2 separate regions of the Gossypium hirsutum genome follow, and region 1 is linked to region 2. The links are chromatin contacts, called in public Hi-C maps. All regions are on one chromosome and are shown on one strand. Each heading gives the region's core, a stretch centred on a gene start, on an enhancer-like site or on the middle of the called end of the contact. The rest is flanking DNA. Distances are from core to core; before and after follow the strand shown.

The links. Hi-C and Micro-C count contacts between places; a contact is called where the count stands out from the background.
Region 1: a Hi-C map of leaf shows a contact between it and region 2, with 6 times the contacts expected there. The contact joins the promoter of LOC107897204 here to the enhancer-like site in region 2. A contact is called at or near these places in 14 of 34 Hi-C or Micro-C datasets (anther, callus, fibers and 3 more).

What each region holds. Positions count from the first base shown.
Region 1 is chrA10:12,164,135-12,170,755 of Gossypium_hirsutum_v2.1, forward strand. LOC107897204 (broad specificity amino-acid racemase RacX) reads left to right here and starts at 2,013. Exons shown (of 4, transcript XM_041078739.1): 1 at 2,013-3,498; 2 at 4,067-4,343; 3 at 5,396-5,616; 4 at 6,380-6,621. The coding sequence starts at 2,788. The coding sequence ends at 5,607. LOC107896079 reads left to right here. Exons shown (of 3, transcript XM_041078737.1): 2 at 519-750; 3 at 851-1,556. The coding sequence ends at 1,117.
Region 2 is chrA10:12,075,494-12,082,214 of Gossypium_hirsutum_v2.1, forward strand. No RefSeq gene overlaps it. Among protein-coding and RNA genes, the nearest start is that of LOC107944740, 13 kb to the left of the region's middle. Within about 2 kb of position 3,783, at least 9 of the 9 cell types and tissues checked have an H3K27ac peak or open chromatin away from gene starts, as enhancers often do. A contact at or near this core is called in fibers, hypocotyl and leaf, where this site is marked.

The DNA.
Region 1 (6,621 bases), core at 763-3,262, 87 kb after region 2:
GGCCTTCCTTTTTGTCTTTTATAGTATTTCAAAGAAACTGAATATTCCATGCCATCTGTTGCTTCTCTCTTTTCTTCTAGTCACCACATTTCGTAAACCGGAAAGTTTAGCACAACAATTGTGTTATTTTGCTTAAACATTATTCCTAGGAACTGTGTCATTTTAACTTCCTTTGTTCATTTTCATATATTTTGTTTTTCTTCTTGCTTTGCTAACTCCTACATGTTTGAGGGAAGGGAAGACAAAATGAGTTATGTGCATGAACAAAATAATGCACCAATGGTTCCACTAAACTCTCCTCCAGCTGATACAAACACCATTTTTAGCATTCTAGCACTATTTTATGGGTTTGGCCTCAAATGGCAAAATCCCCTTGTTTAAGATTTGCTTTTACGGTAAAAAAGTGTTTTCTTTTTTAATAATTAAAAGCAATGCTAAACACTCTCTTAAATTTATGCCAAAATCCCCAAAATCCAAATCAGAATATACCCAAATTATTGATTTGTTCTGCTGTGCAGGGTACCATGTAGATTTGGAATGTGCAAAACACCCGTTGAGGTAACAACCTCTCAGTTGATGGCCAGTGAACTCTTCCCTACATATGTAGTTAAGGTCCTTCTATATCCAGGGGCTGTTGCCAATGCTATCATCAAAAGAAGGACTCTTCCAAGGTATAGCAAATTGCTGAAATTATATAACATCAGTGCTTTGAGGAAATCTACTGCTGTATCTGATCTCCAGCGCCTAGAGGTAAACATTTACTCACAAAAGGACTCATATCCATCTGTGATTAGGTAGAAACTTTTTGGTGATTCAATGATTTCACAAATATCCCAACATCTTTTTGCAGATTCTTGCCGGAAGCTACTTGTCTGTGGTGGGAGCTTTTATAGGTCTCTCAAGGCGTGCAAGAATGAGCCTTTTTGGGACAATGCTTATAATATGGAGTCTTGTCAGAGAGATCGTTCTGGGACAATTTCATAACATGTTCCCCACAAAATCTATTCAAATGTACCCAACATTGATACTTGCTGTTGTTTGTGCTTTTTTGTCAATTAAAAAGGATGTAAGAAAACTAATCCATAGTCCCAGAGCAAGGCGAGTCAAATTGTCGTGAAAGGTATATGGAATCATCGGTGGAGTATGCAACTGCGATATTGCAAAATTTGGTGGTATACTGTTTTGAAACCAAAAGCAAACAATTAGCCCACCACTGGAAAAGGGAAGGAAGAACATCAGAGATGTATTTTCAGAGCAGCTTTGAGACCTAGTACAATTTTTTATTAGCTTCTTTCCTTTTCTGTATTAAAGCAAAAAGGATTTATTATATTTAATGCTCATTGTTGTATTTGATAACTTCATCAACATTTGTTCTCTAAAATTGCAGCGTTTCTGTCAAAAAGTTGCAGCTGAGAAAATAACATGTCACACACATCATCAATAGAATCAACTCTGTGTTCGAGCTAGTGTACCAATTGGTATGCCTTTAGTAAATTAAAGTAACATTGTTCCACTTTAGTGTTAAATTGTTGACCTAGTAATCAACTATTTAATCATTTGTACCTGTGTCAGGTGTGTTTTTGTATAGGTTGATTCTGCACTGCTATTATTATTTTTATTATTTATGTTAGTTTTACTATTTATGTTCAGAATTTGTAGGTGATCTCTAAAATTTCAATCTAAGTCTTCGTTAAAAATACAATATATATTACTATTGTACACGACTTGTCGGTGAGTCTAAAATATAATTTATGCAGTATATTACTATTCTACCCTTGTTCATTCTAAAATATAATTTCTCAAACATGTTTGTATCAACACTATACTTGTAATTATACTGTATTAGGAACTGATCCATTTTTCTATAAAGGAAAAAACAAGAAGATGAAACTCAATATTTTGGTTCAATCACTTTGAAATATGGAATCCAAGGTCTTGAATTGGAAAATTAAGAAGAGTAAGTTTGAGACGCATCCATCCATAACAATGGTTTCTACAAACACCAGGTAACGGGCAAAGACTAACATATGTTTATCCTTACTTACTTTGTCTTCTTCTCTAGAAAAATTCCCACCTTATATTTAACCACAAATTAACACTACTTTGAGAATAAATGTGAGATACTCAGATCCATATTCGCAAAAGCACCAACATTCTTTCCCACTACCCACTGCAGCATATCGAGAAATTCTTCAGAATTCGAAAGCTTTTCTGTCTTCATTTTTACCCTTTTTGTTTTTTGCTTCTCTTTGTTTGCTTTATTTTTAAACTCTTCAAGCTTATTCAGAGAAGCCTTACTGAGTTTGGAATTGGGTTTTACTTCTGTGTCTGGAATTTGCATTGTTAGTGTAGTTTCTGTCGCTGGGAACTTGTTTTGCTTTGTTGGGATTATAGTTTATGATACAGCGTTGGTTTTTGAGGCTAAAGGTTGATCAACGGTGGACTTTTGGCTAGTTCTGTGAGTGGGTTTTGGTTGTAGAGGGTAGAAATCGTGGGGTAAGATTCTACAAGTGATCTTTTCAATAGTTTACAGCTTACCAATTTCTGAAAGCTGGGAATTTTGTTTTGAGAACCAGAAACTGTGACGGTTTCTATATGGCCTTCTCAAGTGAAGTATGCATATTTTGCTAAATTTCAATAGATTTTATATGTGGGTTTTAGTTTCCAGAAGCTGATATTGTCTTTGGAATTTAGAATTTTATACTTGTATATAGGTTTCACTTGATACCTTATCTGTAGAGATGTTTAATACAAGCTTGCAAATGTCACTGAATTGCCATCTCAAAGATGTTTAATACAAGCTTGCAAATGTCACTGAATTGCCCATCTCACTTATCAGTGTCTGTAACTAGGCAGAGAAATGTTTGTAAGAGAAGGCTGAATCCGGTTCTAGCTGTGCCCCCGTCCTCAGTGATCTTACACACTGATGAAAGTGGGGAATTTCCTGAATCTAGGAACAGTTCTAGTTCAAGTAATGCTTCTTTAAGCAGCTGTGCTGGGTCCTTGCTTTGTCATCCTAATACTGTGGGGATAATGGGAGGAGGATCTGTTGATTCTACTCTCAGTTTCGTTAGAAAACTTGTTCATTGGAGTAAAGAAAATGAAGAGACTTGCACGCCCTTTGTTCTTTGCTCTGATCCAGTGTTGAATAGGGAGCTTTTATCCCTGGAGAGGAATTCTTCTACTCTCTGCAGTAGAAATGCACGTTCGCAATTTGATCATAGCCCGATTGTCGAAAATTTACTAAGTAAAAGAGTTTTCCTTGAGAAATCAGGAGCTCAGTGCATTGTAGTGCCTTGTCATATTTCACACTCATGGCATGATGAAGTGTTTAACGGATGTTCTATTCCTTCCCTTCACATGGCTGAGTGTGTTTCCAGGGAGCTTAAGGAAGCCAAGTTGAAGCCACTAGAAGCTGGGAGCCCTTTGCGGATAGGGGTTCTTGCCACCGATGTGACTTTAAAAGCAGGGTTTTACCAAGAGAAACTGCAGAATGAGGTAAATTCATTCCTGATTGTTTGCCGTGAGAAATAGTACATGCATTTAGGTAAATGCAAAATATATATATATATTCAAAAAAAATAGAATACATTTTGTCTGTTAAGGAGATCCTTTATGGTTGACCTTCATATGCTTGGAATGCTTTTGAAGGCACCGACTAAAGTTTAGGTAATAAATTTACCAACTAAAAGTTTCAAAATATTAAGAAATGCAAATAAGAATATAACACCTGTAAGATCTTAAATAATGGTCAATCTATTATTGGTTTTCATGTTTGAGGCAATTTGGCCGCTGCCGGGGCAAGGAAGAGGGAAAGTCTAAGTGGATGTAGATATATATATATACACGTATATATACACATATATATTATCCTTCATAGCTTGTAGGTATCTCTTAACTAGTTTAGATTATATGTTTGGCATGATATGAGCACATTTTATGTTTTTGATCATAAATAATCTCGCAAAAAGTATCAATATCAGTGTTTTCAAAACCTTTGTGGTGTTCTCTCACTTACCATGGAGATCTTCAGTATCACTGTTTTAAACCTTATGTACGCATACAGGGATTTGAGGTTGTGCTGCCAGATAAAGCAACCATGGAGCACACTGTAATCCCTGCAATTGATGCTATAAATAGAAAAGACATGGAAGGGGCACGAAATCTGCTGAGAATCGCTCTCCAAGTCCTCTTGGTGAGGGAAGTTAACACTGTTATCCTTGCGTCCAATGATATGTGTGATCTTTTGCCACGAGATGATCCACTTCTTAAGAAATGTATTGACCCAATGGATGCATTGGTCATGTCAACTATCAAGTGGGCACAACAAGCTGTGAAGGAAGGTACATAAAGGCTGCTAAATTTTTAGTTTTATGCAGTCTTATTGCGACTTTTTTTTTTTAGTTAAATTATTACAGGCTTTCCTAAGATTCTGGGGAATATGTTCTGAAAAAATGCCCCATATTGTTCTGTTCATTTGTCAATTAATAAAGTGTATAAGAACAGAAACTGCAAAGAAAATTATTAGTGAGAAGAAGTGCCTAAAGTCTTCGACTATCTGCTGACTTAGAACAATAGGGGATTGTTCTTTCTGAGGGTTCTTCATCTTCAGTCAGCCATGTTAAGCATGTCAGAGGATAGCTGCATGAATGATTGCCTTGCTTCAAATCTACATGTTTTTCAAGAACAAAACAAAATGATAAGAAAGTAACTTTCTGAAAGCAAACATGCAGCGAATCGAAGAACAACGACAAGGGTGAAAGTAAGATTACTTCTGCAATGAAACAGGGAAGAAAAGCATTTCGTGTGGATTCATCTTCCCAATGCATCTCTTTCCACCACTTTTCCTTTCCATGAATTCTGATTTCGTTTCTCTTTGCACTGTCAGAGTTGAGTGGAAGTCTCGTCAGCTTTGGGCATGCATACACATGAATGTCTTTCATGCATGAGAATGGCAGAGCATCCTTGTAAATGCTTTTCAATTCTGGTAGATACTGTAAATAAAGAGATTTGAGTTTTGCAAATGGGCTTAAAGTTCCTACCATCTCTGCTATCTGACTCAGTTTTATCTCATTGATTATTTCTTCCATTTTATGGCAATTTATTACTATAAAATGCCTCAGATTTTGAGCTAGAATCAACCATGTTATGTCCCTTAATGTTGAACATCCTGATATGTATACCTTGACAAGGCTTTGAAAGCACATTTGATGTTCAACCACAGGGATTTGAGTCTGGTTAGGTGCTTTTGCCCTTGTTATGTCCATCTCAGTCTTCACTTCTTCCAAACTCTCACATTTACTAATCTGTATGTAATTTAGACACTTGAAGTTTGCTAATGATAGAATATTCAGTTGCTTTGAGTCCCTGAACGAGAGAAGACCAATCTGTTCAGTGCAGGTATGCAACATTTCAGCACTCATTAATCTCTCAAGAGCAAAAGCACTTGTCACCGACATGCTCAACTCATTGAGGTTGTTCAAGCTCTGCATTTCTTCTACTAAGCACTCATGGTTATCTTTGGCAGCCGATTTGTTGAAAAGAAAAGAACCCATCATAACATTTGCAGCTTCGAGAACCCAGATATCAACCCTCTTGGGATTCTGATGCCATCAAGTAAGTACTCCAATTTCAAACATTTCAGCTTTTCTAAAGCCTTCAATTCAGTTGGTAGCTGTCTTATACCTGTATATGATAAATCCAAATACTCTAGAGATACAAGTTTTGAGATTCCCACCGGCAATTCTCTTATACCTCTATTAGCTCTAAAACATAGAATTTTTAGACCAGACATAAATTGGAAGAAGTCATTGTGGATCACCTTTAACTGGTTTTGATTGAGAAACAAAGTTTGAAGATCAGGACAGTAAGGTGGTTCGTTTAGAGCTTCGATCTTATTTTGCATCAATGACATTCTTTTTATACCTCTCCATTTTCCAACCTCAGGCACTTGAGTCAATTCATATCCAGCTCGAACAAAAAACTTCCACTTGTGTGCATAAAGCCTACATGCTATCCACAAACACATATCACGAATTACATCATGCATTTTCACTGTCGAGTCACTTACTTCTTCCAATAAACAATAAACATGAATGAATAAGAGAACCAATGATATGATGGCCTTGCTTTCGAGCTTGACTAATGCTTTCATATTCATCCATAAACCCTTCTACTATGCAGCAATCTATGAAAATTTCTTTCGGAATTCGGTAATCTTCTGGGAATAAACTACAATATAAAAGGCAACAACGAACCAAGTCATTTGGTAAACAATCGAAACTGAATTTTAGAAGTGGATATACCACTTCATCCATATCTGGAAAAACGGAATTAGCTGATCTCTTCAAGACTTGAATTGCATATTCCCATTCTTCAGGTGTTCTCTTGCAAGCCATGGCTCGACCGATTAATATGGAAGACTTGAATTGCATATTCCATATCGGTTAATATGGAAGACTTGAATTGCATATTCCCATTCTTCCTAATCACATCGGCCCTTTGCTCCTTTAATTCGTCCAAAGCTGTCTTCAACTCAGAAAGGCTTTCTTCAAGCTGGTATGTGTAGATTGCTTGGCCGGCAACACAATCCCAGCAGCCGCTGGTTATTTTATCACAACA
Region 2 (6,721 bases), core at 2,533-5,032:
TCTCAGACTTAGGATTTGACAACGATCTCGGATCTCAGTTTGGTCATTTGAACTTTAGTGTTGTTTTGAAACTTTTTTTTAGACATTACGAACTTTTAAACTGTTTGTTTTTCCATACGTTTACTTTGGGTTTTGCTAAAAATTTATTAGTTGATCGTTTTTTTTCTAAAGTTGGCATGATTAATTATAACCTAAATCAATTGGACAAATTATTAAATTAAATGGTTTTCCAAAATAATAATCTAAGAGATTTTCAGCTACAAATATTTGATTGGAACATGGGGTTTTACAAAACAAGGAATTAAGGCAAAATGGTTTAAATAAACTAATTTTATAAGTTGATATTTCAAAACACATCCACATGTTATTGTGACAAACACTTTTTATCAAAGTTGAAAGGTTTTAAATAAGAATTTGTTTGAAATCGAAAGATCAAAGTTTTGGATAGTATTGTAACCTTTATAATTTGACCATAATGTCTAGGCCGGGTTTGGGGTGTTACAAGAATCATAAAAACTTCTACTATCAATGGCTTGTCTGTCGAATTTTCCTAATAATTATGTAAAAAAAGAAGAGAAAAGATTAAAAAAGAAGAAGGCAAGTGGGAAAATGTTCTATTACATTGTTTGGGTTTTTTTTTCGTAAGTTTCAATTTTTTTTTAATTTTTGAGATTTTTTCTTTTAATTTATAATACAAAGTACCCTACTTCTTTTCTAAACCAATCTTTATTTTTTGTAAGTTTAGTTGCTAGATTGATTTTATCACAAGAATCAAATACTCTGATCTTAATGAGATTGGATGTGGAAAAATTAACTGCAAAATTCTTAGTTTTTCCTTGGTGCAATTGATTTCCATATGAGTTTTTATTTATTTTAAAGATATGCATTTATTTGTTTACAATTATCATTAAGAAATTTTTAAAAATATCAAAATGTTTTTTTTAACTATAGTTTAGATGCCAAATTAGTTATTAACTCTTTGAATAAAGGGGCAATGATATTTTTTAACGGAAGTTAATAGTCGAGTGAAAAAAATGTAACAATTTGATAATATTAATGACTATTATATAACATTTGAAAGTTGTGTCAACGAAATGTAATTTTAAACAAAATTTAAGATAGTTTACCTTAAATTTATTTATTCAATTATATGAAAGAAATATAATTTTTGCTTTAAATTTATTTATTTAATTGTTTGTTCTAGAAATACATGATTTTAATTAAAAAAATTTTAAAAAACAGTAAGTACAGATCATAACCTAAAAATAGAAGAAATCATGGACTAAAATTAAATAACATACAAAATAGTGAAATATAAAAAAAATCATAATGATTTTTTTTTTTGCTTAATCGAAGTACAGCAGTTTAAAGAACTGCAACAAAACAAGGCAAAGCTACCAGAACAAAATAGTCCTAGCAAAAAACCAAAAACCAAACACAGACCATAAAAAACAAACACGGACAAAATCCAACAAACAAACCACAAAAACCCTACTGAACCCAATCAGTAAAACAGACCACAAAGTATAAATAAATCAACACAATTCGGCCCAGAAACCACCACACAACTTGCAAATATTACAGCAAGCACCCAACCACTAAACCCCTTAAGTCTCCACGATGCCTTAAACATGTCCTGCCTTTTCACACCAGCAACCACTAGCACAAAAGCTAACTTATTCCCACTCTTGTCCGTTAACAAAAAGGTTACAATTCCCATTAACGACAACCTTAAATCGACTTCTTTAAAGAGAGGAAACAACAACCACGGTCTCACAGCTTTATTCTCCAACCAATTCAGCACCTTCATTGAACCAACCTCAATGAATAAAGTGCATTTACCTTTCCATCCCAACTCTAAAAACATATCCAAGGCAATGCTAATCGCCCCCACCTCTGCGGCAAGGGAGTCTTTCGCTTTAAACGGACTAGAAAATGAGGCCCTTGCCACCCCATCTGAACATCTTAACACCCCACCACACCCGCCTTTATCCTCACACGCTACACCATAAACATAGAATTTAACCCCAGCATAACACGGAGGACACCAAAACTTTCCACTCAAACCAACTTCTTTAAAATTACACCAACTTTGATATGGACAAACCCACCAAATTCTCTCATCTACTTACAATTCTTCATACACAGACCTAATCCACATCAAAGCCCAAGTCTTTGAAAGAAAAACTAAGCTGGACAATTGGCCATTTTCAATCGAACACCAGCTTATTCCTTGCTAACCATACCGACCAACAAGTCACTGACATCGATATCATCCATAAACTTTTAACCACACCGTAAACTCCGGTTCTCTATAGCACCAAGGACACCCGTCCCTCAATTGGTCAAGCTTCACACCTCTTCAAATGAGAAACTGCTTCGTAGGAAGACGATCAATTAAAATCATCCATATGAAACTTTTCACTCTAGGGGGCACTTTTAATTTCCAAATTTTATCAAAATCAAAACTTAAAACCAACCCCCCAACACTCAGCAACAATTCAGTAAGTTTTACACCGAGAACACATATTTACAATCATGAGTCCATAATAATCTTCAACTAACAAAAATCTTCATCTAAGAAGTCCACATTATTTACAAAACAATCTTTATCAAGCAAAAACTGTCCAGTCTACTTATTTTATTTACTAGGCTGAACCAAGTAAATTTTCTTCCCTAACAATCGCAAATCCACTAAGAGACATTTCTCTAAGAAATTCCCAAATTCTTTTAAACCTCTTAATAATCCTACACAATCGCTTCGTACACTCTTATTCCGATTAGCGTTAAAATCTCCACCCACAATCCAATGCTTTGTGAATTGCTCACGAATTTTGATCATTTCTTCCCAAAAAATTTTCTGCTCCCTCAACATATTAGGCGCATAAACATTAATCAACGCCGCTTCCCACCCTTCAACACACCAAAACCCTTCAACCACAATCAGACGATTAATACAAAACTCTTTTTTTTACTAGAAAACATGATTTATCCCAGATTATAACCAATCCTCCCGACCGACCCACAACTGTTGCAAATCTAAAATCAAAATTATTATCGTCCTAGATTCTACTTACAAGGTCCCCTGACACTTCCTCTAACTTTGTTTCCTGTAAGAAGCAAACGTCCTCCCTATGTAGTTTGACTAGTCTGTTAACCATAGTTACCTTAACATCTGAACCCAATACCCTAACATACCACGATACTATTTTCATCTTTACCATCCATACAACATTCAAAAAATAACAAACTCTACACAGACGCACCTATGATTGCTATGATTTTGATGATCCTCCGCCTCCATTATTGTTAAACTTCAAAGTCTCAAAATATCCTCAATGACATCTCTTTTGTCCCCTATTATTCTAAGCCCCACTTCTTCCCTAACTCCCAAGTCTGTTTAGCCTTCTTAAGAATAACCTTCCTCCTGTTACTAATGTCCGAATCAGACAAAGAGATATTCACAATTTTCTCCTCTCCTAATGTCGCTTTGCTCTTATCCTTCTTTTTGCCTCGATCCCTCCTTAGTTTTTCTTTGGAAGACAACACTTTGTCTTGAATGTCCTGCATGGAACAAATCCTCTTGTTGAAATGTTTCTTCTTCCTCCTACTTCTGATTGCATTTAAAAATTCCTCTTCAATTTCCTGACAAAAGACCTGACCCTCAGTCTCTGGAACTTCAGAAATATTGGGGGAAATTTTATTTGCGTCTGGAATACAACCCCCATTCAAATGCTGCCCTCCAATACTGTAAGAGCCCAATCCCACTTCAGGATCCACCAGACCACCTTGACCCCCACTAGGGCCCAAAACCAATGTCAAACCCATGTTAACGACATCCTCTCTCGCCCGATCCAACCCGCTATTATTTCCATCAGCACCTAAATTATCACCTGCTAACCCTCCCACGCTTACAGCATCATTATCACCTTCATTAAATTCCACCAGCACTTTCTGACATTTTTTCCCTGCACTTTCATTTTCAATAACTTTTTTCCTTCATACCATCCATTGAAACGTTTCAAATTCCAGTCGTCCACTTTTCTGATTCCAAACCAATCACCGATTCCGATTCCGATTCTGATACACTTTCAACAGCCACCCCCTGAATTTTTCCCTTCTTCGAAAGACTATCTTTGATTTTGTGTACCTCTGACCATCCTTTTTCCCTAATACTAACCGGAAATCTAACCTCTCCCACCTCCAACAACACTATCTCATCCAATTTTTGAACTTGTGAAATTGAAATCAACATCTCGACTTTCTCAAAATTATTCGCACCTGACCAATTTTCCCCCATCGACACCAACGTACCCCATTTTCCAGTGATTCTTTTAAACGTTTCATAGTTCTAGCAATGCGTAGGTACCCCTGATAATTCAATCCATGTGACCCTCTCTGTAAAGACCAACTTTTCTGACCAAGGTGCAATATGGATGAAGAATTCCTTCAAATACGACCAGTCTCTTTGCTTCAAAATTTCAAAAAGTTCATCATCCGGGATTTTAATAAGAAAATGGTTTCCTTGAATTCTCTTCACCCTTATTTCACCAAGACCGATCCCCGCAACTCTATCAGCTAAACTCTTCAATTCACAGAAAGAAGCTACTTCCCCCACCAAGCATTTTTGTAACTTCCACAGTTGCTCGTCCTCTACATGACCTTGCACTACCTTTCCTATATTCATCCCCTCTCCACCCGAACCACTACCTAACTCTCTTTCAAATCTTTTCGCTTTCCAAGCTACATCCATGTGTTCTTGGACTTCCTTCCCTCTAAGCTCGTCGACAACTCCTTTCTGACTTGGTTCTTTGAAAGACGAAGAATTACGTTGACTGGTCGCATTTCTCCATGTTACTCTTCTTCCGTTAAACCTAGCTATATTCACCCATATTCTATTTCCAAGAATCACAAAGCCATTAAGTCTTGATATCGCTCGTTGAGCATCCAGAAAATTAGAGAATCTCACAAAACCGAATCTCTTTCCATTCCTGCTTGTTTTCTCCGGGATAAAAGCGTTAACCACCTTTCCATGGTAACTGAAAAGCGTCCATAACCCTTTCCAATGCACAGTCACCGAAATATTGAACACGAACACCGTGATCGACCCTCCCATATTCCTTTATTTGTCTATATTAAATTAATACTATTGGTTCAATTCTATTCTATTACACCCATTTTTTAAAATTTGAATTTCGTTAACCATTCGAATACTTTAATTTATCTGTATTTCCTTTTTCAGGCTCAAATGTTAATCAAAATCATAATGATTTAATACAATAGGTATAAAATTCTTTTATTTTAAACAAATTGTAGTATATATAATTTTGAAATTACCTTGGGTATGAAATAATTTATTTTATTGTCCAATCTTACTAATACCACAGTTGGAATGATTGCTCCAAAAATATTAAAATTAAAAGGATTAAAATTTTTCTATTAAAAAATGAGTTAAATAATTAAAACATGAAAGAATGTTTGGTAAAATTGTATTTGTAGAAAATAAAACAGGAACCAAATATGGTGGAATAAAGAAATGATAATAATGATTTTAAAGGCTGTCAGAATGGATTGTGTATTATATACTAAAATCAAAATTATTATATATTTAATAATTTAAATAGATATTTTAGATGTGGATAAGATTCATATCACTTTATTTATGTCATTTTCTTGTTACATTTATTTATGTTGTTGTTAACTTCTGTAGTAAAAAAATGAAACAAAAAATTATCATTACCTCATAAATTTTATTATTTTTATTATTAAATTTATTAATAATTTCAAACGAAGTGGAGTTTGGAAGAAAAAAGTGAAAATAAAACAAAATAATAGGAAATTAATAAATAAAATAAGTAAAATCAAGGCTTACTTATCAAGAGATTGGCATGGGTTAAGAATTATTATTTAATGATTTGATATGATGATTCGGTTTGAGATAAATGTAATTGATTTTTTCAAATTTAAGGGTGGATTTGAATCGGTGATGTGTTTACTTATGGTTGGTGTAAAAATAGCGGTAGCAGTGAAATTAGATATTTTAGTGATATTGTAGCGTTAGACAAAAAGTAAGCTAAACGCACCACACTGCACCTCACGACCCATCCAAATCCACACTAAGTTTGATAACATAATAATTATTCTTTTATTTAAGGGAGAGTATTTGGTACACTCGTGATAAGGATGACAAAACTCGAATCATCTCACAGATTTTAAATCGGCCTGCTTTATATGGAATGGATTTTTTTTTTAAAAAGTAGATGTGGGGTGGGACGAGGTGGATTTTTTTTAGATAGTGAGTATGAAGCAGTTATGGCAATTGTTTGCCCACCTTGCCTCACTTCACTATATAAAGTTACCAATTTATTTTTGTACATATATGACTATTAAAAGGATAATAATGTATTATAAAACAAATTCATATATTTTATGTTCAAATATTTTTTTCTGAAGAATTATATTTAAATATTTATTTGACTTTAAAAATATTAAAAAATAGTAAAAATTAAATTAAAGCGAAGCAAGATAGAGCAGGGAATGATGCATCCAACATCCATGGAGGTCGTAGTGAATTTTAAGATTATACATCCACAGTGGAGCAGGGAAGATGGTAGAGCAAAGTGTACCAACTGTGGAGTGGTGGTGGATTTAGCCACATCCACCCCGCCTCGCTCCACTGCCATCCTTAACTCACAATGTACTTTTTAATTGCACAAACAGC